Linked DNA regions of Rattus norvegicus: region 1 is linked to region 2. Evidence: chromatin contacts called from public Hi-C data. All regions are on one chromosome and are shown on one strand. The core of a region is the stretch at or near the end of the contact, and the rest is flanking DNA. Distances in the headings are between cores, read along the strand shown. Region 1 has its middle 98 kb from the start of Hmcn1. Region 2 has its middle 54 kb from the start of Hmcn1.

Region 1 (6,224 bases), core at 1,571-4,070, 45 kb after region 2:
GGAGGAGGAGGAGGAGGAGGAGGAGGAGGAGGAGGAGGAGGAGGAGGAGGAGGAGGAGGAGGAGGAGAGAAAGGAGGAGTGGAGAGGGGAGGAGGGAGGGAAAAAGAAAGATAAAAACAAAAAGGGCAGAGGAAAGAAAAAGATGAAAGGGAAGTGTTTTTTCGTCTGGACAGGACCCTCTGCTTGGCTTTGACAGCAACGGAAGCCTACGGCAGGCAGGGAGTGTAGAACTATCCTCAAGAAAATGAGGGACACCTGCTCTCTCTCCCTGTAGTTCTCAGGCAGGGGAGCTGTAGATGGTAAGGTCCTTCAGGAGGTGAAAGCAAACATACTTCTTGGGGTGCTCTTCTTTTAACGCGTCTGGGTCATTGTTTCCAACAGCTTTAAGCCCCACAGTGAGAGCTCAGATTTTTGTTCCTTACGAACAATTTAAAAATATATGTGCTTAAGTGGATATAAATACATACAGTTTAATGAACACACGTGTGCGTGCTTCCCAACTGAAGTAGCATAAACCAACAAGGAAGTTTTGTGTGTTTCTTCATTAGACAGAGAATCTATCTTTATGACGCCAAAAAGTCCATGGAGTGACTTTTCTACTCCAGCTTCCAAAGCTGCTACGGAAAGGCAGAAATGAAAGTCACATTCGAGAGTTTCCTGTTCTAGCAATACTTGTCTTCAGATTCTAACAGTTTGTTGTTACATTATTATTATTATTATTATTATTATTATTATTATTATTATTATTATTATTATTATTACTATTACTATTACTATTATCACAGTGGGTGTGTGGGTGGGTTTCACGGTCTCAGAGCACTTTGAGATCCGACAGTTTTTTCTCGTCCCTGTCGCCATTTTTCAGTGCCCTCTTTGGCCTTCTTCTGTCCTCCTCATCCTATGAGTCTTTTCTAAAAACTCATAAGAATGTTATTTTTCATCCTCTGCTTTGTGAAAGGTTTCTGCGAGGTGAAACCTGGCTTGGCACGTTGGCGACGCCCGGTTAGTTTCTCCCAACAGTGGCCGCTAGGGGGAGACTCAGAGATTGCTCCTTCCGCGTTTCACCTGTTTGCCTTGGCAATGGTCCTCCATCCTGTGATGGGCAATTGGTTTCAGCCTCCCGGCTTTATTTCCAGAACTCTTCGAATTGATTTGAATGTATTCTGTGGTAAATGCAGATGCTAACTAGCATTGGCTGGGAATCCCAGCGCTCCAGAGCCCCTCAGACATAGCTCCTGCTGGCTAATGTCAAGCTCTCACCCCAACTCCCAGGATCCTAAAAATAGGGGTTTCTGAAGGACTAGATAAGAGAGAGGGAAGCACTGGAAAAAGCTTACGACTGACTCGGGTCTTAAGAGGCAGCAGCTTTTACTGTCTCTTTTTTTACTTCTGCACCTCCCTCTTCGGCTTTTCGTTACTCCGGTGCCTTATCTAGCACCTCACAGCTCCTTACACTAAATCCTCGCAGTCAAATGTGTTAAGGCTTAAGGCAGCTTCTGCTTTCCGGAGTGGGTCTTTGTGATTCATCACTGACCCCCAAACCACTTTATTTTGGTGCCTGAAACATGTTCTCTAAATGATTAGCATGTCTGGATACAGCTCTCTGGAAAACGGGCGCAGGACAATAGAAAACTGGCCGGCACAGAAGCCCGGCTCTTGCAAGCCCTGTGCTCACCAGAGCTGTGTTCCCACTGCTTGTATTCCGTCCTTCCAGTACAGTCCTGGTACAATACCCCCTGCTTCTTGCCAGCTCAGAGCCCACCCACATGCTGCTCCTCTTGCCGGAGCACTCCTCCAGACCGGAAGTGGTTCAGGCCTACTCCTTTTTCAAATCTAAACTCACCTATTGCTTCTTAGGAGAAATTTTCCCCAAACTTCCATTGTGAGATCCGGCATTTTCACAGTACCTTGCAGCTCTTCTAAGAATCGGGTTTAAATAAATAATTGACCACTTCACTGTTCCGTGTTGGGATGTAAATTAGGTGGCCCCTAAGGCACCTTGGGGGCAAGTGGCCTGAAAGAACAGAGCGGAGCAACACTGGAGCCAGGCTTCTAGGCCTTAGGATTGCATCAGCTCCACTTTGAACAAAGTAAAAGAACAAAGCCAGCAGTCTAACCGTAAAGACACAACTTAGATAGGCAGAGCAGCCAGCCTCTGGAGAACTGCTGCAGACCTCGTGTGTTATCAGAGCACAGAAAAGGACAAATTCCCAAGGCCAGGATGATAAGGAAAACTGCTGGGTGGTTAAGACTCAGGAAGGACCTTGAAGGTAGTCTGGGAAGGCACTAAACACCGGAGGAGGAGGGGGGAAGGAAGGACCCTTGTTTAACACACAATAAATAAATGATCTATAACTCCTTCACTCTCCATGATATTTAAAGGGGGGGGGGGGGAGCCAACAGCAAAAAAAAAAAAAAAATCTTTTAAGTTGTGAGGTTTGGGTTTTTTGTTTTTTGTTTTTTGTTTTTTTTTTTAATTGAGATTTTTAAAGACTTTCTCCCCAGCCACAAAGTAAACACAGTTGTCAGTTTCTTATGAAGCCCTTGAGGGACAATCTCAAAAAAGGCCAGACACGGAGGCATGCCAAGGTTCTGTGTTCCAAGTGGCAGGCCACTGCAGGAGGGTGTCAGGACACATCACAGCCAGTGGCCGCTGTGGACACACAGGGACAACACTGTCACTCCAGAAGAGGCATTTGTCCTGCAGAGGCAGGCATCGAACCTGTGACCCGAGGCTGACAGGGAGCTCAAGACTCCAAAGACCAGAGGGAAGGAATCGGGTTCGCCTGGCAAAACTGTTCAGAGGCAGGGCCCTAAGAAGTCGCTTGTGGAAATGCGTCCGGAAATTGAGCTGTTATTGTTAGCATAGAGGAAAAGCAGAGTCTGTGAAGGACAGGCTCATAAAAAAAAACCCACAGGGGTTTTTAGAAAAGAACAGGAAGACAGCTGGATGCAGTCTGAGCCTGAACTAAGTTTCAAGTCAGTCAAATGCTTCTGCCACGTGAGACACTTGGATTTGATAGCTATCCTCTTGGCAAATGATCAGAGCTGTTCTTTGGGTTTGAAAATGTTTTTGCCTGGTTTTGCATGGCTGTTTTCTTGGGTTTTTTTATTATTTCATAATAAGCCTTGATAATTTTATTTAAAAGAATTTCATTCCATCAATATGTAAATGGTTGAGTGAAGTCTATGAATATTCGTGCATCACTTTTGCAAAAGTGAAATTCTACAGTATATGCTGAGGTTTGCATGTTTCCTTGGTCTTTCTTGTAAGAGGGCTGGTCTTGAACCTGGGACCCTGCCCATGTTAGACATGAAGTCTGCCACTGGCTATGTCTATGGCACTAAGGAACATGCTGTTCCTTTTTTTTTTTAAGATTTATTTATTTATTATATATAAGTACACTGTAGCTGTCTTCAGACACCCCAGAAGAGGACATCGGATCCCATTACAGATGGTTGTGAGCCACCATGTGGTTGCTGGGAATTGAACTCAGGACCTCTGGAAGAGCAGTCAGTGCTCTTAACCGCTGAGCCATCTCTCCAGCTGCTGTTTCATTTTTGAAGTTTTCTTTTCTTTTCATTTAAAGTTGCCCTGTCGTAGCTAATGTTGAGCACAGAACTCATTGTTATGGGACACCGTTATCCTATACCCTGTGTGTACAAGTTACGCACATGAGTGCTGTACCTGCAGGGGTTAGAAGACTGCATTAGATCCCTAGAGCTGGAGAAAAAGGCTGTTGTGAGCCAGGGGATGTGGGTGAACTCGGGTCCTCTGCAAGAGCAGCACGCACTCCTAACTGCTGATTCATCTCTCCAGCCCCCAACACGAACTTGTTTCCATTGAGTACCGTGTTGGAACCTCTCCGACAGCAAATACTTCATCATTAGCCATCAGTTTTCAAAACTGCGGAGAGGGAGGTCTAGAGGACGGACAGAAACAATCTATTGACACTTCAGAGGAAAGAAATCACTTAGGAAAAGCACCCATTGAGCATCCAGCGTCATGTAACACCCTCTAAAGAAGCCAGAGGCCATGTGGACCCTGACTATCAGGAGGTGACTCTGTAAGATACACACAGTGACTCCTGAGAACCATAACTTTAGAAAAGGCCTATTTCTAAAACTGCTTCAGGACGTCTTGCCCTCTGGAGAGCAGTTTTGAATACATCATTTGCTACTCCAGAACAATCCAACGATTTGCCCAAATCAGCTACCTTCAGATATGCTTTGATTCTCAGTTGGCACGCAGTAAGCAAGCATATGTGTGGGCCGCAGTGCGACATTGTGATAGATGTTTGCTTACAGCGTGTGGGGATCAGATTGGGGCAGTTGACCCTGCTCTCGGACATTTGTCATTGCTTTCTGTTAGGGACATTTGAAATTCCCGTCTGTAGCAGCCACGGGTAGCATGTAATCAGTTATTCTCAGTCACCGTCATCCTACCGTGTGGCTGAATATTAGAGGCTATTGGTTCTACTCGCCCTTACCCTTCTACCACAAGCAACCCTGTCCTCCTCCTCCTGCCTCCACCCGTTCCCAAGTTCCAGGAACCGCCTTTCTCTCTCTACCTCTCTGAGATCAGAAACAGGGATAAACTGAAGGACATTACATTAATGAAACAAGTCAGGTGCAGAGTGGCAAGTCCCACTTTGTTCTTACTTAGACATAGAAAAGCCAAACTGACTGCTTTGGGTTAATGATTAAGGTTGATAAGCATCTCCCTCTCGACCTTATCATTCCTATTTACATAAAACTCCCCCCCCCCCCCCCGCCTTTCCTCTACTCTCAACCCACAACAAACTTTATTAAATGAAGATTCAGGCCCTGCTCCCTCCACTCCTGCATCCAAACACTGATTTCCCAACACACTCCCGTTTGTCTGGGGACCCGACTTTCATTCTCCCTTGACGGCTTCCCTACATCCTGCCCTCATCTTTCTAACACCACCCTCATCCCCCAGCAAAGTTTCACACGTTCCCTCCTCTTTCTCCTCAACATTTTCTCTTCTCTTGGCTTTCATGACTCTGCATTCTCCTGCTTTTCCTTCAGAATCGCTGGCTGCTCTTTCTTGGGTTCTTTTGCCAAATTCTTCTGCCACTTTTAAAGTTAAATGTCCCGGGGCGGGGGGGGTGGGGTGGGGGATGCCATCTGTTCTCTCTCTGCATTTCTGCCTTAGTTCTCTCTGTGCAACCCAGTGGCTGGAAAGGACATTCGTATGCTGATGACTGTGAAGGCTGCGTTTCCGGGGTGAACCCACCCAACCCCCCCAAGTTCCAGGTTCTGTATTCTGGCAACTCCAGAACTTCGAACTTAAACACCGGCTTACACTCTTCCTCCCCACCGCTCCTTCAGACTCAGTCTCTCCACATCTCAGGAACGTATTGATTTCCTAAGTGCAGTAGGTTTTTTTTGGGTTGTTTTTTGTTTTTGCTTTTTTGTTTTTTGGGTTTTGTTTTTGTCTTTGTCTTTGTTTACTCATTCTTGTGACAAAATACTTAACAAGAATATTTAAGGGAGGGTTTGGTTTTTTTGTTTGTTCGTTTGTTTGTTTAATATAGTTTGAAGAGACACAGTCCATCGCAATGGGTAAGGCATGGTGGCAGGAAGGCTGGTTACTTACATTGCAAGAACAGTGAGGAAGCAGGGACCAGGGACCAAAAGTGGGGTGAGACTATAAAACCTCAAAGCCCACCCCTTTCCTCAGCAAGGTTCCCCCCAAAAGTTCCAGAGTCTTTACACACAGTGTTCCAATACATGAGCCCATGGGGACGTTCCACATTCAAATCATAAAACTCCTAGTTTTCATGTCTGTCTGTTTCCTTCTCTGCCTACCACTAACCTCACACTTTTATTTTTATTGGATTTTTTAAAATTTACATTTCAAAGGGTATCCCCTTTCCCAGTTTCCTGGACATAAGCCCCCTATGTCACCCCCCTCCCCTTCTTCTATAAGGGTGTTCCCTAACGTCACACTTTAAGAAATGCTAGAAGATCTCTCTCCAGACTCTGTATTCACCAGCAATATGATCTGAAAGTGACTCAATTCCTCCAAGCATCAGTCTTTGTCCATACTGCAGTCAAGCCATGAGGGTATAAAGGAGATGTCCCCTATCACCTTGGACATTTGAACACTTGGTCCCCATATGGTGGTGATGTATTCAAAGGATTATGAGGTATGATCCTACAAGAAGAAGTATATGACTTGGGGTGGGCTTTGAAGT
Region 2 (6,327 bases), core at 936-3,435:
CTTGCAGACAGGAACCTAGCGTAACTGTCTCCTGAGAGACTTCATCCAGCAGTGGATAGAAGCAGAGGCAGAGACCCACAGCCAAACATCAGGCGAACAGGCGAAGCTCGGGGAGTCTCATAGAAGAGTCAGGGATAAAATCGGGCAAGCAGGAGGGGTCAAGGACACCATAGGGAAACCTACAGAGTTAATTAACCTGGGCTCCCAGGGGCTGACACAGTCTGAACCACCAACCAAAGATCACACAGGGGCTCGACCTTGACCCCCTGCACATTTGTAGCAGACATGCAGCTTGCTCTTCATGTAGGTCCCCTAACAACTGGAGCAGACGCTGTCTCTGACTCTGTTGCCTGCCATTGGATCCCCTCCCCAACCTGGACTGCCTGGTTGGGTCTCAGTGGGAGAAGATGTGTCCTCTTGATGTCCCAGTGCAGAGTGGTGCCCACAGTGGGGATTGGGGGGCGGGGGGGTGCTTCTTCTCTGTGGAGAAGGAGAAGGGATAGTGGGGGGAGGGTGGGGTCTTGGAGGAGAGGAGGGGATAGCAACCAAGATGTAAAGTGATACATAAACGAATAAATGAAAAAGAAAAAGACAAAGAAATGAGGTGGGACAGCACGAACTCAGGCGGAATTCATAGAAAGGGGAAACTCAAGACAACATCCACAAGAGGGCGCCAAAAATCAGCAATCAGAGATCAGAAATAAACCAGGTTCAAGGGATTAGAATAGAATGGTACCTGGACAGTCAAACTGAAATTAAGAAATGGGCGTGTGTGGCGGGGGGTGGGGGGAGCGGGACAGATATGTGAGCAGGTTAGCTAAGGGAAGACAGTCCAGAATAAATATCAAAAGCACTGCTGTGGCAAGAGTCAACTTTCCTAAGGGAGTTCTGCTGCAAGGGAATAGCAGCCTACTTAACAGAATGCAGGGTCACGGGATCTACGGTTCACAGTCCAGTGATGGCCGTCTGGTTGGGAGGCATGAACTCCTCTGATGGATGAAGGCAGTAAGGGCTTGGGTTTGGGTAGAATTCAAGGAACAAGAATACATAGGAAGGAAATCTGTTCAGCAAGCTGGATGCCCAGGGCGAGAGCAGAAAGCAAGTGATACCCATGGCTCAGACAGTGTGGCTCAGTCAGTCAGTCGTAAGACTGTTCTGTGTGACCAGCCCTATGCCGTGAGCTCACTGTGAAGAACAGCCTTTCCGATTCCCTGTGAGAGAGCGTTAAGGGAGAAAGAAGAGTTTTGAAATGAATCTATGGAAGAGGTTTCCGATTGAGCCATCAAGCTTCATGGGAAATAAGGAAGATAAAGTTGTCAGATAAACCACAGTTGGGAGCAAAAGGCAGTGAATTGGTTGGGGTTCAGGATGGCCGTCTAGGAGGTGGGGCAGAGAGCAGCTTATACTGGAAAGGGTTTCCATTGGGGCAGGACAGGAGAGGCATTTGAACCAAATCAGAAAGGAAAATGGAGTCTTGGGCATGGTAGGCAGCGCTCGGTGTAACAATGTATCCTTAGGTGAGCAGCTGTGAATTGGCAGCTTGGCTTTTAACACTGACTTCATTATCCTGCTCCATAAGGAGTACTTTTAAAGTAACAAGTCCTATAGATTCCTGCAGTTATGTGTCAACTGGCACTTTTCCTTTTTTTCAATACCCCAGCCTCTCCCCAGCTCCTTGACCAATGTGAACCAGACAAGGAAAAGACAAGAAGCAGGGTCCTTAAGCTGAGTGAAGACTTTTGAGCAAGTTGCAGCAAAAGAATTGATGTGGGAGTGGTTGAGGGCCTTAGGTTTTCAGTGGACAGCCTCAAAGGCCTGGTGAACATGGACTAACCATTAACTTACTTTGCTGGAAGCAATGGGATGATCCTAGTGGTGGATACTTGGCAGGTAAATGAAATGCTATTTGGGTCCTCACTGAAGCCTCATTAAGAGGTTATGTAATAAAGGAAGACACTCTGGGGATAGCAAGGCCACTGGATGCCTCTCAACACTATGACCTTCCCACCTCTCGGGTGTGGCCACCAGCTCTTTCCACCAAGTGCAGGGGCTGCCTGCTCAGGACCTTCCTTTACCACAGAGAAGTTGCCAGTTGACTTTCCTCCCCATGGGGAGAATCATGAGGAAGTTCAGTTGGGGTCAAAGAGGTTTGTTTTCTTCTTCCAGGGCTTAATCTACAAACCAAGTTGTTCTGCCAAAAGGCAGGAAATGCTAATTGTCTGTCGGCATTTCTGTTTCCCTAACACAAGCACCCTCTTAGGGCCTGTGCCTGAGCCACACTTAAACTTCACGTAGGTATTTGTTTTTTCCTGGACCGGTGGCTGGATCAAGGCCTGAATCTATGAAACCATTTGTGAGAATTTCTAGGTGAAGGTGGTTGTCAGGTGGATGGTACTGAGTTAAGCTGAGGTCAACCAGTCCCTTTCAGGCCTGCTGTTCTCTAAGTACTGTAACTATGTTGCTGACATTTTACTACCAGTAAGTAAGTAAGTAAGTAAGTAAGTAAGTAAGTAAGTAAATAAATAAATAAATAAATAAATAAATACAAACAAGGTTCAAGGTTGAAATTCTCCAATGAAGAACTGAAGAACAGGCATCCTGTTAGTGAGCCTGGATTGTGCGTGATCTGGCCTGGGTCTAGTAACAGTATCTCAAATGTGAAGGTTTATTAAAAATAGGGCTCCAGGGGTTGGAGAGTTGGCCCATCATTTAAGAGCATTTGCTGCTCTTTCAGAGGACCCCAGTTCAGTTCCCGGCATCCCAGTTGGGTGGCCCACAATCATTCATAACTCTGGATCCTGGCATCAGCACACACGTGGTATCCACTCACACACACACACACACACACACACACACACACACACACACACACAGAGAGAGAGAGAGAGAGAGAGAGAGAGAGAGAGAGAGAGAAAAGAGAGAGGGACTCATATTTTTTAATTATTTTTTTTAATAGAACTCCCAAAGTATTGATAAACTTCTGGTTGTTTCTTTGGGCAATTAAAACTGCAATGTACTATTTAAATGCAAAAACATATTAGATGTTAAGGGGGTCATAGTGAGAAAAGTGGTATCTAGACAGAAAGTCAAATGAAAATCATGGAGTCATAAATCAATGCTGTCCTCTTGTTTGCTGAATGAGGACAGTATACAGTGACAAAAACTCGTCCTGTAGTGAGCCAAAGTCACAAGTCCTCTTGTCTGCACAGTTGAATGTGCTGCAGATGATTTGAGGCCATTGTGCCTTCTCCTTGCTTGCACATTTGTTACTTCATATTTACCAAGATTCCCAGTGAGGCTCCACTGAAGGGCACGGCTCTCTGGACTGCCTTCAACATTACCCAACTTTATCATCATCAGCATCAGCATCAGCATCACCATCATCATCATCATCATCATCATCATAGTTGACCTCTATGGTCAACTTGAGCATAACTGTAAAGAGTTCAGAATCCCCTAAGCAATTTCCTTTATACCCATGACCTCTTCCTTGGACTTCATTTCTCCTCAGCTCCTAGGGGTTCCATCTTTTAAACTCTTATTTTCACTTTAGTATGGCATCGTGCTTGGCCCTTGCCTTTGTGCCCTTTGGAATCTTCGTCTTTGTCAGCCGGCATCTGGTAAGAGACAATGCGTAGTTGGGTGACGTGGTGACTCTGCTAAAATGAGCAGTGCTTCTGAGGAGAGCATAGGAAACCAGCTCCCTCCAAATGTGAGATATGCATTTGTTAGCTTGAAGGACAGCCACCATCTCCTCTAGATTCTCCCATCAAGGTATTCAGTCCTGATGTCTTCATACCAGGAGAATGAAAGGTCATTCCCATGGGTTAGGAATGGCTGTCTTTTCTTTTCTTTTTTTAATACATGAATGATATGAAGAGTCTCAATGGTATTTTACACATGCATTTAATATTCTTTAATCATGGACACCTTTTAATCACCCACCCTTCCTAGTCCCCCCTTTCTCTCCTCTTTCCCTCTCATATCCCAACACTTCCCCCTTCTACTTTCCTTTTTTTTTATTCTCACCTGCTATTTCACACAGGAGATAAAGCACTCGATGTTTATTTCTATAGAAATGACTTATTTCACTGCCATGAGGTTCCCAGGTCCCACCTACCTTTCTGCAAATGGCGCCGCTTCAATCTTGCTTATGCTTGAATGAGTCTGTGACATAGGGACACCACAGTTACTTCATTTGTCTGCTTGATGGACACCTGGGTGGATCCCACACCTCAGCCCCTGTGGCTACTGCGGCTGTGAACACGAGTGTGCCGGTAGCTCTGTCATATGACGACTCTGGGGCACATAGACCCAGACGTGCTTAATTCGAGTCATGTGGACCAGTGCGTATCTGAAAACGGTAAATGCATATTAATTAATGTCTAGAAGAAGACTGTGAGAGCTGAAGGAAGTCAGAAGGCTTTGGCGACTGCAGCATCAAAGAATGAACACTAAATGAGACTCACTACGGAATTCTGAATTCAAATATATTCTGCACTCTTAAGGATCGTTAAAAGTAAATGTGATAATGTCCTCATCCAAGTCACTCGAAGTTCTTATTGCTCTGAAAACTGAACCTCACACTGTGCATAGCCAAGCTGTCTTCAGGGGGAAGGGAATTTTGCTTTACAGGAAGTGGTTTTTATTACCTCCCCGCCCCCAGAAATTACAGGGAAAGGGCAAAAGCAAGCTGTCCCGTACAAAAATAATTATTGTAGTATCAGCATAAAGCTTGACTACAGACAGCACCGGCATGCTTTGTGTTCAAAGCATTATCTTTACAACAATGAGTATCTTCCAGAATAATTATGGGTTTTACCGAAAATGCTTCCCTTCAGTGACACAAATGTGAGCGAGTTTATAAACAATGACTCGTGATCACTTACGACTCAAACAAGCCAGTTGCGTGCATACCTTTTATTCAGGGCTGGTAATGCCTTCCAGAAATCTCTTTGGATTCTCCGCCTCTGTCAACCAATTGGCTTCATGGCCATTGAGTCCATAAAGCTCAGGAATCCACCGCAGCTCGGTTCACAATGAGGTCGACCACCTGACACGAAGCCGTGTGCAGACGTGACAATCCCTCCGCGGGACCGTGCTAACCTGACCCAACAGGACGCATTAGTGGAATACAATTGTGGGCTTACGGAGTGAGTCCAGCGAGCCACTGAACACGAGGTATCTCCTAATTCCTCTGCTGTTTAAAGACTCGTTTGATTTGTTTGCCCAGTGAACATAAAAAATGTAGCAGCGAAATCAGAGGTTGTTCCGTCCACCTAAAATAACTGCCATTGCTTTCAGAACATTCTTGGTTTAGTTTTTATCTGAACAAATGGAGCTAGACAAACGTTTTAAAGCATAGCCAACAATACCGTTCCAACGACGAAAGAGTCTTCAAAAAATTTTTTAAAATGCTTTATAAAGGTGAGACTAACTTACACATCAAAGAACTTCCACCAAAGTACAAAAGTGCTATCCATTATTTCTCAAAAGAAAATAACCCGAGACTACACTTAGTCAACCTGGATAACACCCTGGAAGGACATCTTGACTTCCCAACCCCATTTGACACAGAATAAAACTGAAGACCAAATAGGCGAACTGATTTAAAGGTAAACACAGGCCAGTGACTGCAGGAATCGACTTGGGAAGACTTGGGAAGTCACGTGGCTTCCCCTCCTTTACTCCTTTCACACAGAGCTCACTGTCCTCCTGTCTCCCTTCCAGAATCTTCTAACCCCCCCCCAATCCCATGAGCCTAACCTTTCAATTCTCAAAGACTTCGACTTTTTTTCAGCGAACTATTACATTTAGAAAATAGTTGTTTGAGCTGGGGGTAGTGGCCAGCATCTCACGGTACTTGGGAGGCTGAGTTTGAGGCCCACTTGGTCTACATAGTGAGTTCCAAGCCAGCCAGGCTACACAGTGACACTCTGTCTCGATAAAAATTCAAGAGAAAAATAATTTTTAAAACTAGCGTGTGGTCTTAACCCAAAGTGCAGCTATGCCATATTAAGCACACACCACCTAACAAAAGGAGTCTCTGTTCAATTGGTTCGGGGAATTTAAGGATGAGCAAGGGTCCCTTCTCTGTCAGAGAGTCCCAGGCCTTTCATGTTGTGTACTTCAGGAGTCTTCAAACACACATCTTCCAATCTTACTCAATTACATTCGATTTACGTTGTAAATACTTGAGGAAATGAACACAATTCAAGATCTCTACGGCAGGCGCTAACTCCAGAGATAGAAGTGCTTTACAGAGATGAATGGGATTGCCACATGGAGATTTTGAAACATCTGTAGTAGAAAATAAAACTGTTTACC

What was found. Hi-C and Micro-C count contacts between places; a contact is called where the count stands out from the background.
Region 1: a Hi-C map of liver shows a contact between it and region 2, with 3 times the contacts expected there. The contact joins two enhancer-like sites. A contact is called at or near these places in 4 of 12 Hi-C or Micro-C datasets (kidney, liver, prefrontal cortex and 1 more).

Annotation. Positions count from the first base shown.
Region 1 is chr13:65,729,176-65,735,399 of GRCr8, forward strand. No RefSeq gene overlaps it. Among named protein-coding and RNA genes, the nearest start is that of Hmcn1, 98 kb to the left of the region's middle. Within about 2 kb of position 2,821, at least 6 of the 93 cell types and tissues checked have an H3K27ac peak or open chromatin away from gene starts, as enhancers often do. A contact at or near this core is called in liver, where this site is marked.
Region 2 is chr13:65,685,161-65,691,487 of GRCr8, forward strand. No RefSeq gene overlaps it. Among named protein-coding and RNA genes, the nearest start is that of Hmcn1, 54 kb to the left of the region's middle. Within about 2 kb of position 2,186, at least 4 of the 93 cell types and tissues checked have an H3K27ac peak or open chromatin away from gene starts, as enhancers often do. A contact at or near this core is called in liver, where this site is marked.